2 separate regions of the Sus scrofa genome follow, and region 1 is linked to region 2. The links are chromatin contacts, called in public Hi-C maps. All regions are on one chromosome and are shown on one strand. Each heading gives the region's core, a stretch centred on a gene start, on an enhancer-like site or on the middle of the called end of the contact. The rest is flanking DNA. Distances are from core to core; before and after follow the strand shown.

Region 1 (7,007 bases), core at 1,193-3,692, 51 kb before region 2:
AATGCCGTGAGAACGGCCCAAGATATAGCAAAAAAAAAAAAAAAAAAGACAAAAAAACACCAAATCTGCATGGCCATACTTCTTTCCTAAGGCTCAAAGGTGAGATGTAATCTTTAAAGAAGAAAATAACTTAGTTTTGTTTCCAATAGGGGGTCTCCACCAGAGGCAGCTTTGCCCCCTTGGGACAGGGAGTAATGTCTGGGGACATTTGTGGTTGTCATGGGGAGGATCTTGGCATGTCATGGGTGAGGGCCAGGGACGCTGCTCCACAGCCCAGACCACCCACGACAGGACATGCAGAGTATGACTGGACCCCAATGTCAGCAGTGCCCAGGGGAGCGACCCTGGTCCATCACACACACTCCAGTTCTAAGTAGGTGTACAGGTCCCATGACAAAGCTTCAGAATCCAAGGAGACCCAGGCAGATCTGTCTTTTTATGTTGTTGTTGTTGTTGTTTTGGCTGTGCGCATAACATGTGGAAGTTCCCAGGCCAGGGATCCAACGCTCGCTCGCCATAGCAGCAGCCTAGGCACTGCGGTGACAATGCCAGATCCTCAACCTGCTGCACCACAGGAAAACGCCTTCCCCTCATTTTTAATAATAATGAAGAATAAACATTTTCGCAGATTCTTTTTTAAAGTTCCAGAGGGGATTCTTATGTGCACCCCAAGATTGAGGGACTGGAGTCAAGTTCCAAGTGATTCCTTCCCTCCCCTCCTTGACAAGCCAGTAATTCTACCCACCCACCTTCCTCCCCCCCAAAAAACCTTAATTTAGAACATTATTATCAAGGCGCACGAACCCTCACCATGTGCCAGGAGCAAGCAAGGTGCACGCATCCCCTCATTTGACCCTCGCGGCAATCCTATGAGGTGCCTGCTCCTGTTTTCTTTGCCATTCTACAGAGGAGTAAACTAAACCCCCCAGAGGCAAGCCAGCCAAGCGAGCAGCCAGAGTCAAGATGGGAACACAGGCCCACCTTCCAGAGACCATGACCTCAATCTGGGCAAGACCACAGCACATGACTGAACAAGTTTGTGAACTTGGCATTTGCCTCGCTGACACCTAGCAACAGGGAAGGCCCTCAGCTGCTGTTCATCAAGCTTGTCTTCTCCTGCCCACCTTTCAACCCTGAGCAACCCTACTCCCTGGGAAAAATAAAGTGCCACCTACATCCCTTAGTATCATTGTCCCCAAAACTCCCACTTTGATTCCTCGCTCCTGAGCCCAAAATTTCCTGAAAAATTCAGTCACCAACTCCAGGCTTTCTGCTTCCCAAGACATTCCCCTTTGCGCACCACATCCCAGAAACGGACCTCGCAAAGTATGTCCAACGCCCATCTCCTGCAGCTCACTGCTTTGCCAAGGAGTCTCTGACCCATGCCCCCTTGGACCCCAATGATCAGCCAAAGCCTCAGTGACTCCCCTCGTCAATCTTCATAACTGACTTCTGAGGCCCCCATTTCCTCCTGAAGTCACCCTCCTGCAGAACACCTGCAGCTTCTATCCCACCTCCCCCTTTCTCATCACCCACACACTCCTAACTCTCCACCTCTCCCCACAGCTCTCCCATGCCTTTGGAAAGGAGCCTGACCCCCACCTGCTTCCCTCAGCTCCCCCTCAGCTCTGCTCTCTGGCCCTGTGCCAGCTCATCCTGACCAGAGGTCCTCAATCACCCTTCCTAGACAAGGGGACCAACTCCATCGCAGTCCTCTTCCCAGCTAACTTGGAGCCCCAACTCCAGTCCTGATCCCTAATTCTAATGCCAGCCCCCAACTCCGGCCCCCTCTTCACGATCCTGACGCCCAGCTCCAGCCCAGATCCCTGACCCCTCTTCACAGACCCTAGCCCCTCCTCACAGACCCTGACCCCCAACTCCAACCCGAATCGTAGGCCCCAGCCTCCCCTTCACAGACCCTGACCCCCAACTCCAGCCTGGATACCCCAGCCCCCGTTCAGTGGACCCCAATCCCTAACTCCAGCCCAGATCCCTGGCCCCTCCTCATAGAACCCAGCCCAGATCCCCAATTACAACCCAGATTCCCCGGCCCTCCTCAGACCCCAGCCTCTCCTCACAAACCCCGACCACAACTCTAACCCGGATCCTCGGCCCCCCCTCACAGACCCCCACCCCCAACTCTAATCGGGATTCTCCGTCCCTCCTCACAGACCCGGACTCCCAACCCTGTCCGCAGCCAACTCGGAGCCGTTCCAAGACCCCCACCTGGGACCGTCCGGCCTCCCCCTCCGCCCCGGCCGCACGCCCGCCCCTGACGCCCGAGACAGGGGCGGTGGACCCCATCCCGATTCGCGGCCGCACGTGCCCTTACCTGCGCTCGGACCTTCGCGGCCGCCTCAGCCCCGCCGCGCAGCCGAACCCACCACGGGGCCCGCGAGCGCTCGCTCCCCCCCGCGGGGGCGGGGCCGGCGCGCGAGGGGCGGGCACTGGAGGCTGGAGCGGCCAATGGAAGGCCAGGGCGGCGGGAGCTAGGAGTGGGGGCGGGGCACAGATCAGGCAGCGGGGTAGGCTGCACCCAGGAGAGGGGGCGGGGCGTGGGACGCGGGCGGGGCCAGGAGGCGGAGCGCTGAGTGGCACCGCCGCTGGCCACACGCAAGGGGAGAACGCGAGAGGGAGGAGCTATGTTAATATGCAAATAGGTACGGTGTGGTGGATCTAGCAGCTGGGCGACTAGCCGATTTTCTGAGGTGACTTGGTGACGTCAAGGAGGCGCTGGGCTGCTCGTGAGTTTGAATCCCGGGTGGGGCCATGGGTTCAAATCTAAATCTTAGCTCCCTTGCAGGGTAAGACTGTCCCCTACTGGAGTTCCTGACCTAGCGCCGCGGAATCCAACTAGGAACCATGAGGTTGCCTGTTCAATCCCTGGCCTTGCTCAGTGAGTTAAGGATCCAGCGTTGCTGTGAGTTGTGGTGTATGTAGGTTGCAGACGCCGGTCAGGAACCTGCATTGTTGTGGCTGTGGCTAGGCTGGCAGCTGTAATTCTGATTAGACCCCCTACTCCGATTAGACTGTCCCCTACTAATCAGTCCCTTGATCTACAGGACTACAATAATAACTGCTCCCTCTAGCTTAAAGCTCTGCATAAGGCTAGGAGGTGAAATGATATTATCCCCATTTTATAGAGGAGGAAACTGAGTCTCAGAGAGGTTAAATTCAAGTTCATTCACGCAAGCTTGTCTCATAATTTCCAGGGTTTCTTAATGTCCTAACTGCTGGGCCTTGATTGTAAAATACAAATTCCTGGGCCACACACAACTCAAATGAACCTAGACCCCTGGAATGTGCATTTTTAGCATGCTTCCCCCTCCACCGCCCCATGGGATTTTAGGCAACATTTGGTATGTCTCCAAAAGCATCCAGTGGACATGAAGGGGAGAATTTCTTACATGGGAAGCTGGAGCCACCTTATTCTGGGACTTTGAGAACTTTGTGCAACATTGTTACCCTGTGATCTGAGCTGCTGGCCTCCCAGCTGAGCCCCCCCAGGGCTGCTTTCATCCCAGCAGGAACCTGTCTCCTCAACCCTGCCACATACAGGCAGAACCCAGCGCCGGGGCCTTTCACTTCCCAGTTCAACCCTGCAGAAGGAGTTACTCTCTGAACAAGAGTTACAAACCTGTGGCCCTCTGACAAGACACAGCCCCCAAAATCCTGTAAAAATTCAAAATTCGTTGCCAACATTTAAAAATCAGGACATTTCACAAAATGAACCCAGATTTCCAGGCCCTCCCAAAAAATTGAGAGGTCTGGTAATTCCTAAGAGCCCTGGGAGAAGGAGCTGAGCACGTGTCACTCAAGTCTTCCTTTGTGGCCCCAAAAAAGATTACGGCAGGGCTGGGGCAAAGCAAGTGAGGCACTTTTCTCAAATCCAGAACCTGAAGGGGTGCCCCCAAAGAGACAGAAACACTCACCATCAAGATAACTAATGACATTTTTTTTTTCTTTTTGCCTTTTCTAGGCTGCTCCTGTGGCACATGGAGATTCCCAGGCTAGGGGTCTAATCAGAACCGTAGCCACCGGCCTACACTAGAGCCACAGCAACTCGGGATGCGAGCCACATCTGCAACCTACACCACAGCTCACAGCAACGCCGGATCCTCAACCCACTGAGCAAGGCCAGGGATCGAACCCGCAACCTCATGGTTCCTAGTCGGATTCATTAACCACTGCGCCACGACGGGAACTCCACTAATGTCATATTTTAAAAATTCAAAATAAATGCAGAAATAATTCATGATGAACAAAATAGCCAAATTTTTAAAGAAAGTCAAGGTCTGATTCTGGCCTTGTGCAAACCACCTCCCTTGCCACCAGCTACCCCTAGCTTCCTTTGCATTAAATATTGCATTAAAGTAAGTATCTAGACGGCTGAGTTTTTGATCACCTATGGCAAGTGCCTCCATCTCCTCACCCTAGTCCTGGCCCTGCTTATAAATCTGTGAACTCTGGAGTTCCCGTTGTGGCTCAGTAGGTTAAGAACCCAGCTGGTATCCATGAGGATGCAACTTCGATCCCTGGCCTCACTCAATGGGTTAAGGATCTGGCATTGCCACAAGCTGCAGCATAGGTGGCACAGGCAGCTCAGATCCAGTGTTGCCATGGCTGTGGCGTAGCCCTTAGCTGCAGCTTCGATTTGACCTCTAGCCTGGGAACTTCCAAATGCCATAAGTATAGCCATAAAAGAAAGGAAGAAAGAAGCAAAGGAAGAAAGGGAGAAAGAAAGAAAGATAAATAAATAAATTTGCAAACTTTGCCCTGAGCAATTTAGTAGATGGGAAAACTGAGGCCCTGCAAGTTTCTCCCCACGTAACATAGGGACCATAGTGCCCATCCCATCCGTTCCACTTGGTGCGGTAAATACAGGGTCCAGAAGGACCTGTGAGATGTTTTGTGGGGACCACAGGGGTGAAACACTGAAATGTTCCCACCATGCCCCAGAATCCTCATCACAAAAGTCCAAACTCCCCCCACACCCCCATCCCTCACTTCCCCATTCCTCCCATCCCTCATCCTTTTCAGGGGGCGAGCTGACTTCCCCACCCCAAAGAAGGTGCACTGGTGGGGGATGCAGGATCCACTTCTTTATTGCAGGAAGACTATTTCTAGAGCGAATGCTACACAGACCCCACGACGGGGGCGGTGGGGGTGGGGGGCACCCACATGCGGGGGGAGAGGGGACAGGGGTGGGGTCACAGAAAGCATGGCCTGGCACAGACCCCAGACCCAGGGGTGCCGAGGCAGGATGGGCCAGCAGCTGGGGCAGGTTCTGCGCCCCTACTGCAGAACCCCTCTCTTCCCCAGGGTTGGGGCAGGAGAGGCCTGGAGGCGGGCAGGGCCCCAGGGAGATTGTGCTATCAGGGTGTGTCCCTGAGAAAGGGCTGCAGACCCCTGCCCAGCCCCACTTTCTCCTGCACCTTCAAGGGGGAGAGGTCAACACCGGCTGCCGGTGGGCCCTGGACCCGCCACAGGGTAAGTGGCTCAGCTGTGCTCAAGCAGGGTGCTGCCCGTTCTTCTTCTGTGAGCCTGTCCATGTGCCGGGTGGTGACACACACATGCACTTGCACACACACAAACACACACACACTCTCACCTTCTCACGGTGTGCCCAGTAAATATTTGCAGAGTGAATAGCCACACAAACACAGAGGGGAAAAAACACACAGCTACCAAGACAGACGTGAACAGTCCCTCTTATCCACACACAGTCCACATTGTCCTACGACCACAACCACACAGGCTCTCATTCATATGCACAGGCATGTGCGCACACACACACACACACACACACACACTCACACACACACAGCTTCCTTATACCTAATGACACCAGTGCTGCCAGTGGCCCCAGGGAGAGGCCCAGGAGGCAGGGAGCTGAGGGCAGCTCCAGCCACGTCCAGCAGGCAGCCAAATGCTGCCCACCAGCACATGAGCTGGGAGGTGGGTCTTTCCCTGGTCAGGCCTTCAGATGAGACCAGAGCCTTGCTGATGCTCCCAATTACTGCCTCACAGGGAGGCCATACGTGTGTGCTATTGGCCAGCTGCTGAGTTTGTGGTCATGTGTTACCCAGCAATGGCTGATGGATACAGATGCGGAGAGCCACCTTACTGCAGAGTCGTGTTCCTCAGACATTTGGGACAAGCAGATCTACAGATGCTCACTGCTCAGTCATCACCCATTCCTGAAAATATAGCCATGTACAGTCAGCCCTCTTGCAGGTGCGAAGGCTCACATATCTCAAGGGTCCAGTCCTGTTAACACCACCACAACCTACCCCTACCTACACCCTATACTGTTATCACACATACAGACTGTCACACACACAGAAGCCACCCCCAAATGCTTTTGACTCAAGATGGACAGTGCATCATCCCAGTCCATCCCAGATGGACAGTGTCTCCCCCACCCCCTGCAGGCTTATGTGTCACCTTCATACTCGTCTTACACAGCCTCATCAGGTCCCATGAGTGTGGTATCATCAAGACACCCACAAAAACACTCAGAATCTCACTGTGGTGCACACACCCTAACTCCAGGACCCACACCTGCCTAGGTGATCCCCCCACCAGGGCCCAGATGGGAAGAAGTGGGCTGGGCAGAGCTTGCTGGTGCTGAGTCCAGTTGCCTGCCTCTGGATGGGTCCAGCACTCCCTCCCCAGCACCTCAGGTCCCCTACCCCAGGCTCAGTGGTGACAAACTGTGCCAGTCTCTGTCTGCAGGCTGTGTCCTGGAAGGCCCTCTACTTTCACTCTGGACAGACCCCTGGAGTTGTGCTGTGGCCATTGGCCGGTTCTGAGCCGTACCTGCCTGCACCCCAGGCCCAGGGCAAGGAGTGGGACTCGGGGCTGGCGGGGTGCTGCTGTGGGCCCTGTGGTTATTGCCTGGCAGCCTGAGACCCAGCCCGCAAGGCCCCCCACCAAGGTGTGGGGACAGGAGTGAGAAGGGAGGTCTGGGACCCGAGAAGAGGGGTGCAGGCCACAGGTCATGA
Region 2 (6,974 bases), core at 706-3,205:
AGCATTGGGTCTTGGCAAAAAAACAAAAATAAAAAATTAGAAGTTCCCACTGTGGCGCAGTGGGAACCAATCAGACTAGGAATCATAAAGTTGCAGGTTCGATCTCTGGCCTTGCTCAGTGTGTTAAGGATCTGGGTGTTGCCATGAGCTGTGGTGTAGGTTGCAGATGTGGCTCGGTTCCCGAGTTGCTGTGGCCCTGGTGTAGGCCGGCAGCTGTAGCTCCGATTCCACCCCTAGCCTGGGAACCTCCATATGCTGTAGGTGTGGCACTAAAAAGAAAAAAAAAAAAATTAGAAAATGCAGGAACCAAGTAAGAACAGCTCTTAATCCAGGTCAGAGCTTAACCCGATCCAGAGCCATGGGAGAATGAATTATAAACCTCAGGTGAAATTCCTGGAGTGTTCAGGACTTTTCATGCCCTGACCCGAGTGCTGTATATGCAAAAGCTTATTTCAGGGGTCAGCAAAACATTTTCTGAAAAGGGCCAGCTTCTCAGGCCACAGGTAACACGTCTGTGGTATGTGGGCTGTGTTCCCACAAAATCTTTCACTAAAACAGACTGCAGGGTGACCTGACCCCCCCGGTTACAGTTTGTTTAATCTAACTCATTCTATAGAACAAAAAAATGAGGCTTTTAAAGATGGGGGTGCCACCCAAGGTCACCCAGCTAAAATGCAAATCAGTTCTAAATGGTCTGATTTCAGAGTCTGAACTCCAAGATACCCGTTCCTCAACCACAAAAGTGGGCACACACACAAAACCTTGCACGTGACTTCTCAGGGGCTCACACACCCCTTGCCTCTGTGCAGCAAGCACACTGGTGAAGAATCACTAGTCTAGGGTTGGATTCTGCTTTGGCACCATGGACATCTGGGGCCAGACTGTTCTCTGTGGGCCCATCCTGGGTACTGTGGGGTATGGGGCAGCATACATGGCCCCCACCCCCTCGGTGCCAGGAGCACCCCCAGTTGTGACAGCCACAGATGTCCTCAGACATTGCCTAGTGTCCGCTAAAAGGACAAAACCACTGGTCTAGGGAGAGGAAAAGCAAACCAAACACCAAAAAAAATAAGAACATCACTCAGCAGGGATGCAGAGCGCACACACTTCCAGCCACTTAACAAAACCAGTTGTCGTCTAGGAAGACAAGTAGCAGGAACCCGATTAAAGAATGCTCCAGGTGTACTTAACCTCACAATGACCCTAAGAAGCATACACTTCTACAGTCCCTATTCTAAAAGGAAAGGGCTGGGGGAGACGGATAGCGACTTGCCCAAGAGGCCACAGCCAGCAGGGGTGGAGGACCTAGTCTTCAACCCCAGATTTGTCTCACTTCAGCACACCATGCAGAGGCCCTCAGTGTGAAAAAAGACCCCTCCTGTGTTCTCACGTTGCGCTGGGGTCTCTGCGACTTTAATTCTCATGGGAAGCCCCCCAATCCTAGGCAGAGGCTGTGACAACGCCTGTTTTACAGAAGGGGAAACTGAGGTTCCGAGACGCCAAGAGACTGACCAAGGTGGAGGCGGCGCTGGGACAGGAACCCCGACCTGAACCCCAGGAACAGAGGGACTCCGGCTTAAAAGAACCGTGTTTCCGGGAAGCAGCGGCCACTCGGCGAGCGCTTACTACGTGCGGGGCGCTTTACCTCCTGCTATCCACTCACGGACCTGCGAACCCGCATTTCCCGGGCCTAGGGTCCAGGGGAGGGAGATCCCGGCGGGCAAAGGCCCGCCCGATACCTCCTGCCCTCAGTTTCCCTCCGCGCTGCTCACTCACAACACTCCCCCAATTGCGGCGTCCCCGCCCCAGATCGACGTCCTCTTACCCACCCCGGAACCCCAGGAGCCCCGAGCCACTGACCCCAGGTACATCCGGCTCAGCGCCGAACCCGCGACTCACCTCTCAAGCAGCCGAACCCGGACCCACCGACGGCGGCGCCTGCGCACCGCGGCACTGCCCGGCCCCGCCCCCAGCCCCGCTCCGCCCCCAGCCCCGCAGCCTGCGCAGAAGGAGCCGGTGGCCGCTGGATTTCATTCTGCGCAGGCGCACCAATTATCAAGGCGGGAGTAGGAGGAAGTGACGTAATGTAGAGGCGGGAACGAGCTCGTCGTTAGGGCAACTGACCTCTGCGACCGAACGGAGGCCGGAAATCCGGATCAACTTGTCCTCTAGGCCGAAATGGAGCGGTGCATGGTGGGACAGTGGTGGACTCTTGTGGGTCGGCCGAGCCCGTCACGTGGCACCGTGTCCGCCACGTGGTGCACCTGCTGCTTTTGGGTATCTGGCGCCCAGAGGATCACAGGCGGTCTTTGAGTGGGGGCGACTGTTACCCTCTCACTGTATTTATTCATATATTCACCCACCCAAACATCCGCGAGTTCGTTATTTCATTCATTCAATCCATAAGAATGAATACTAAGATATTTGTTTACAGTAGGTGCATAATAGTAAACAAGTATTTATTACACACAAACTATAAAGACCAGCAAAACTTTTGCTTTCATTACCTTGTATTGGGGTACACAGACAATAAACTGGTAAACTAATACGTAAATGAACAAGTTCTACTTAATGGCAAGCACTGTGTAGAAAAAAATGGGGTGTTCTGATTGTGATTGGGGCGGTAAATTTGTTGGGTTGGTTAGGGAAGACCTCTGTTTCACATGTAGATTTGGAGAACTGGGAAAACACTCCAGGTACAGGGAACAGCAAAAATGAAGACTAACGTAGGATTACGCTGGATGTGCTCAAGAGAGAAAGAAATCGAAGGTCAGTAATGAGACATTCCCTATTAAATGACCACCATTAGCATTCAAGTTGCCAGAGTGTTCTCCCAATTCATTTTTTTTTTTCCTAATTCATTTTTATTCAACTTAAAATGCATGTACTCAACACCCTGGGTTTACTCAACACCCTGGGTTATTTTCATTTATTTTGCAGAAATAAAAGACGTAGGTTTAGGGACCAGTTTTAATTTTCTTAGGTTTTTCTTTCTGTGTGCCTTAGACGGTTCAAGGTGTTTTTTGTTTTTTTTTTTTAACTGACAATACTACATGCAGGTAAGGCACAGTTCCAACACACCTGTTGTTTGAAGTTCTGCATCGGTTTACTGAAGCTTTCTCAATGATGCTTGCTTACATTTCTGCTTTTTAAATAAATGTCTTCTTAATTTGGTTGTCTAACTGGATTCAGCTGGTATATGTGGAGGACCTTTAACCATTAGATGCTAGAAGATGAGCAGGATGTTGGTAATGGAATAAGTGCCTGAGGTTTCGTAAGCGACCACTAACGGAGCGCCTTAGGTGAAGGTAAAAACTTGCAAAACTAGCCAAATACACAATTAAGGTTGGGAGGAGGTAATGACAAATTAATACAGGAGCTAGAAGCCCAAACGAACGACTGGCACAAAGAGCCGCAGAAAAGATTCGAGGCGCCTGCGGGGTGGGTTCCCCTGGAAACACCTCCCCCGCTAGCCTTCCCGAAGGCTCCGCCCTCTCACCACTAAGAGCCAATGATGGACGGGGGTGGTTCAAGCGACCGCGCAGAGGAAGTCTGCGCCCCTGCGCTCCGCCTCGCGATGTAGGTGGGGCTAGGGCGCGCGCTTGCGCCCTACTATCCAGCACACACGCTCTCCCAGCATCCGGTGGGCGCGCGGGCGGCGGGCGCCTCAGTCGGGACAGCTGCGGCAGCAGAGAGGACCGAGGCTGCTGACCGCTGCTCCGACGCGGACCAGGTGGAGGGAGGGGCCGTCACTGAACATTCGCCCACCATGAAGCCCCCAGCAGGTACCTGCTTCCCCTTGGTGCGGCCCCGCTCACCAGATCCGGGCGCCCGGTGCGCACTCGTGCGCACTCCTGCCTCCTCCCCGGGGTCGCCACTGGGGCCTACGAGCGGAGCCCAGTGACCCTCAAGTGATCCGGGCCCGAACGGAGGAGGGGGTCGGCGAGCCCCAGAATGAATCCGTGTTCCAGCGCGCCTTCACTCATTCGGCAAACTCCATGTTTCTTCTGCTGGGGACGGGTCGGGCTCTGGGATGGACTTGAGGGAGTTCTAGACACAGTTCCAAAGCCGGAGACCAGCATTCAAGAAGCAAAATCAAGCAAGGACTTTAGATGGTGGTTGGTGCTGGGGCTGGTCATACATCTTTAAGGGAGGGCAGTCCTGGAGGGCTTCTCGCAGGAAGTGGCATTTGATTCAGCTTGGACCCAGTGGAGAGAAGCAGTTGTCCTGCGGGAGAAGCGTCCCAGTTGGTGGGAACCTCGAGGGCAAGGATGGGGAGGCAAGCACAGGGGCAACGCGTTTGGAAAGCAACAGGTCATCTTGGCTAGAACACAGCTGGGGGTCTCTTATGTTGAACAGAAGGGGACTGCCGGGAATGGTTTTCATTTATGGGAGCTTTGCAATCTGTATACTCTGTTTTAGAAAATGGCCCAGGATGTTGCGTGGTGCCTCATGGAACTTGGTTTGCCCACCTCTCTTCCTTCAGGTCTTTCTGCAGCCCATTGGGATGATGGTAATAATTGTATTAAAGATAATAATCATAATTAGGGTTTTTCAGGTCTCAGGAAGGCAGGAGTGTTGTCTGCCTTTTTTGCTGCAGAATTGTTAGCTCAGAGACTTGGCACACTGGTGATAATCAGTAAATATTTGTAAAATGAATGTGCTCAAAGTTTCAAATCCTAGCTCCTTCAGAAGATTTTCCTGAGAATTCCACTATATTTCCCACCTCTTTGGAGCTTCTGGAGCCCTTCTTTACTACCAAATTTAATGCAGACCCACAGTTCCTTTTTTGCAGTTCTAAAATCCAAAATAGTCTGCAAAGATTTTCCCTTAAATTTGCAGCAGTCATTTGGCTAAAAAAATCTAATCTCTCTCAGCTTAAGAGCCTTTTTTATCCCCACTTGGTATGTATCAGTGTTCCTCAGCTGGGGTGATTGTGTCCCCTCGGGACACTGGGCCACATCCGGTGACATCTCTGATCATTGTGATCTGGGGGCGGAGGTGGCTGGCCTCCAGTGGGTGGGACCGGGGATGCTGTTCAATACCCCACCATGCCCAGAATGGTCCCCAACAGAGAATGATCTGCTGTGGTACAACAGGATTGGTGGCATCTCTGCAGTGTCAGGATGCAGGTTTGTTCCCTGGTGGCACAGTGGGTTAAAGAACCCAGTGTTGGAGTTCCCGTCATGGTGCAGTGGTTAACAGTACCTGACTAGGAGCCATGAGGTTGTGGGTTCAATCCCTGGCCTTGCTCAGTGGGTTAAGGATCTGGTGTTGCTGTGAGCTGTGGTGTGGGTCGTAGATGCAGCTCTGATCCTGTGTTGCTGTGGCTCTGGCATAGAGCGGTGGCTACAGCTCCGATTGGACCCCTGGCCTGGGAACCTCCATATGCCGCAGGAGCGGCTCAAGAAAAGGCAAAAAGACAAAACAAAACAAAACAAAAAAAACTTCAGTGTTGCAGCAACTGCGGTATAGATCATAGCTGTGGCTCAGATCTGATCTCTGGCCCAGGAACTCCACATTCCTCTGGATGGCCAAAAAGAAAAAACAAAAAACCTACCCGAGAGACACCATACACAGGCCCAAGCCAATAGCACCTTGCAAAGACCCTTAGTGTTCTCAAAAGCAGGACTCCAGGACCACTGTTGCCCTGCCCCTCTCCTGCCTGCCAGAAGGGGGAAATGAAACACAGGTGCCCATTTCCTTGGAGCAGCTTCTTCTTGCTTATTATGCATTCCACACCCAGCTGGCCTCTATTCTTTTACTCAGGTAGTTTGGGACAGGTGTAGCCATTGCAGACCTTCAGAAGCTATGGGAATGCCATTGGGGGACCTCTCTGAGAAAGGGATGTGAGAAGAAAGGCCAGCATGGTGGGGCTCAGGGCAGAGAGGACAACCCCCAGCAGGCCCAGGAGACTTCTTGAAGAAAGCTCGTGTGAGAGGGTACAGAGAAATTGGCAGAACCAAGTGGCTAAATCCACTGTAGTGCAAACAATGCAGAACAGGGGTCAGGGAACCAGTTTGTATGGGGCCAAGTGGTTTAGACTTGTCAAGCAGGCTGCACCCCTTCTGGGTCACAGTCAGAAGTGAATTTAGCTCAGGGGCTGGAGGGGGACAGACAGGATGTTTGCCAGCCCTTGGTGTAAACTCTGATAAAGGGTTTGAACTTTTATCCTGAGTGCAGGGTGGAGCCCTGGAAAGGGGGCAGGAGGACCCAACCACCAGATGTGCAGATTTACAAAGGTGGGCTGAGCACAGTCCCCTAGTTCACAGCATGGAATGGGATAGGCTGCCTGGCTTTGAATCCCACCTCTGCCACTTGCTGGCTGTGGGGTCAAAGGTGATCTCAGGATTCCCATCTGTAAAGTGGGGCAACAGAGGATGCAGATTACAGATCTGAAGATTCAGTGAGGTCAAAACATGCCCGACCACCATAAGGTTCAAGTGATAGCCGCTGTTGTCTTTTATCCCAAAACTCTTGGGGCTAGGGACATTTGAATACCCAGGATTGCCCCGTCTTTTAGAAAGGTAATACAGTACACGTGTCACATATCACAATCTGGAAGGTCGGGGGTAACATGCTGTCATCAAACAAATGACTCAATGCAGTGCACGTGTATATGAGATGTCCACCTAAGCACTGCTGACATCTGGGGCTCAGTCCTCCTCAGGGCATTGTCCAGAAGGGCAGGATGCCTGACCACACTGATGCAGCAGCATCACTCCCTAGTTGTGACAATGACAGGTCCCTGGTGTCCCCTGAGGACAAGATCATAATGTGTGTCAGAAGAACTGTTTGCCTTCTGTTTCCCCACTAAGCCCTTGAGCTTCACCATCAGCTCTGGGAAACCATGTCCTCCCCCATCCCAAACCTTACCCTGACCCCGATTTTGATTCCGGGCTTGAAGCAGACACATTGGGTGTGGGGTTCTGTCTCCTGGGTCCAGCCTGTGCAGGAGATGCCCTGGATGTGGC

The links. Hi-C and Micro-C count contacts between places; a contact is called where the count stands out from the background.
Region 1: a Hi-C map of liver shows a contact between it and region 2, with 4 times the contacts expected there. The contact joins the promoter of GNG7 here to the promoter of SGTA in region 2. A contact is called at or near these places in 5 of 47 Hi-C or Micro-C datasets (embryonic fibroblasts, heart right ventricle, liver and 1 more).

The regions. Positions count from the first base shown.
Region 1 is chr2:75,925,312-75,932,318 of Sscrofa11.1, reverse strand. It overlaps GNG7 (guanine nucleotide-binding protein G(I)/G(S)/G(O) subunit gamma-7), which reads right to left and starts at 2,442. Exons shown (of 6, transcript XM_021084181.1): 1 at 2,333-2,442. DIRAS1 (GTP-binding protein Di-Ras1) reads right to left here. Exons shown (of 2, transcript XM_021084177.1): 2 at 5,088-7,007.
Region 2 is chr2:75,874,113-75,881,086 of Sscrofa11.1, reverse strand. It overlaps SGTA (small glutamine rich tetratricopeptide repeat containing alpha), which reads right to left and starts at 1,955. Exons shown (of 12, transcript NM_001244392.1): 1 at 1,900-1,955. It overlaps THOP1 (thimet oligopeptidase 1), which reads left to right and starts at 3,657. Exons shown (of 13, transcript NM_214223.2): 1 at 3,657-3,785; 2 at 6,947-6,974. The coding sequence starts at 3,770.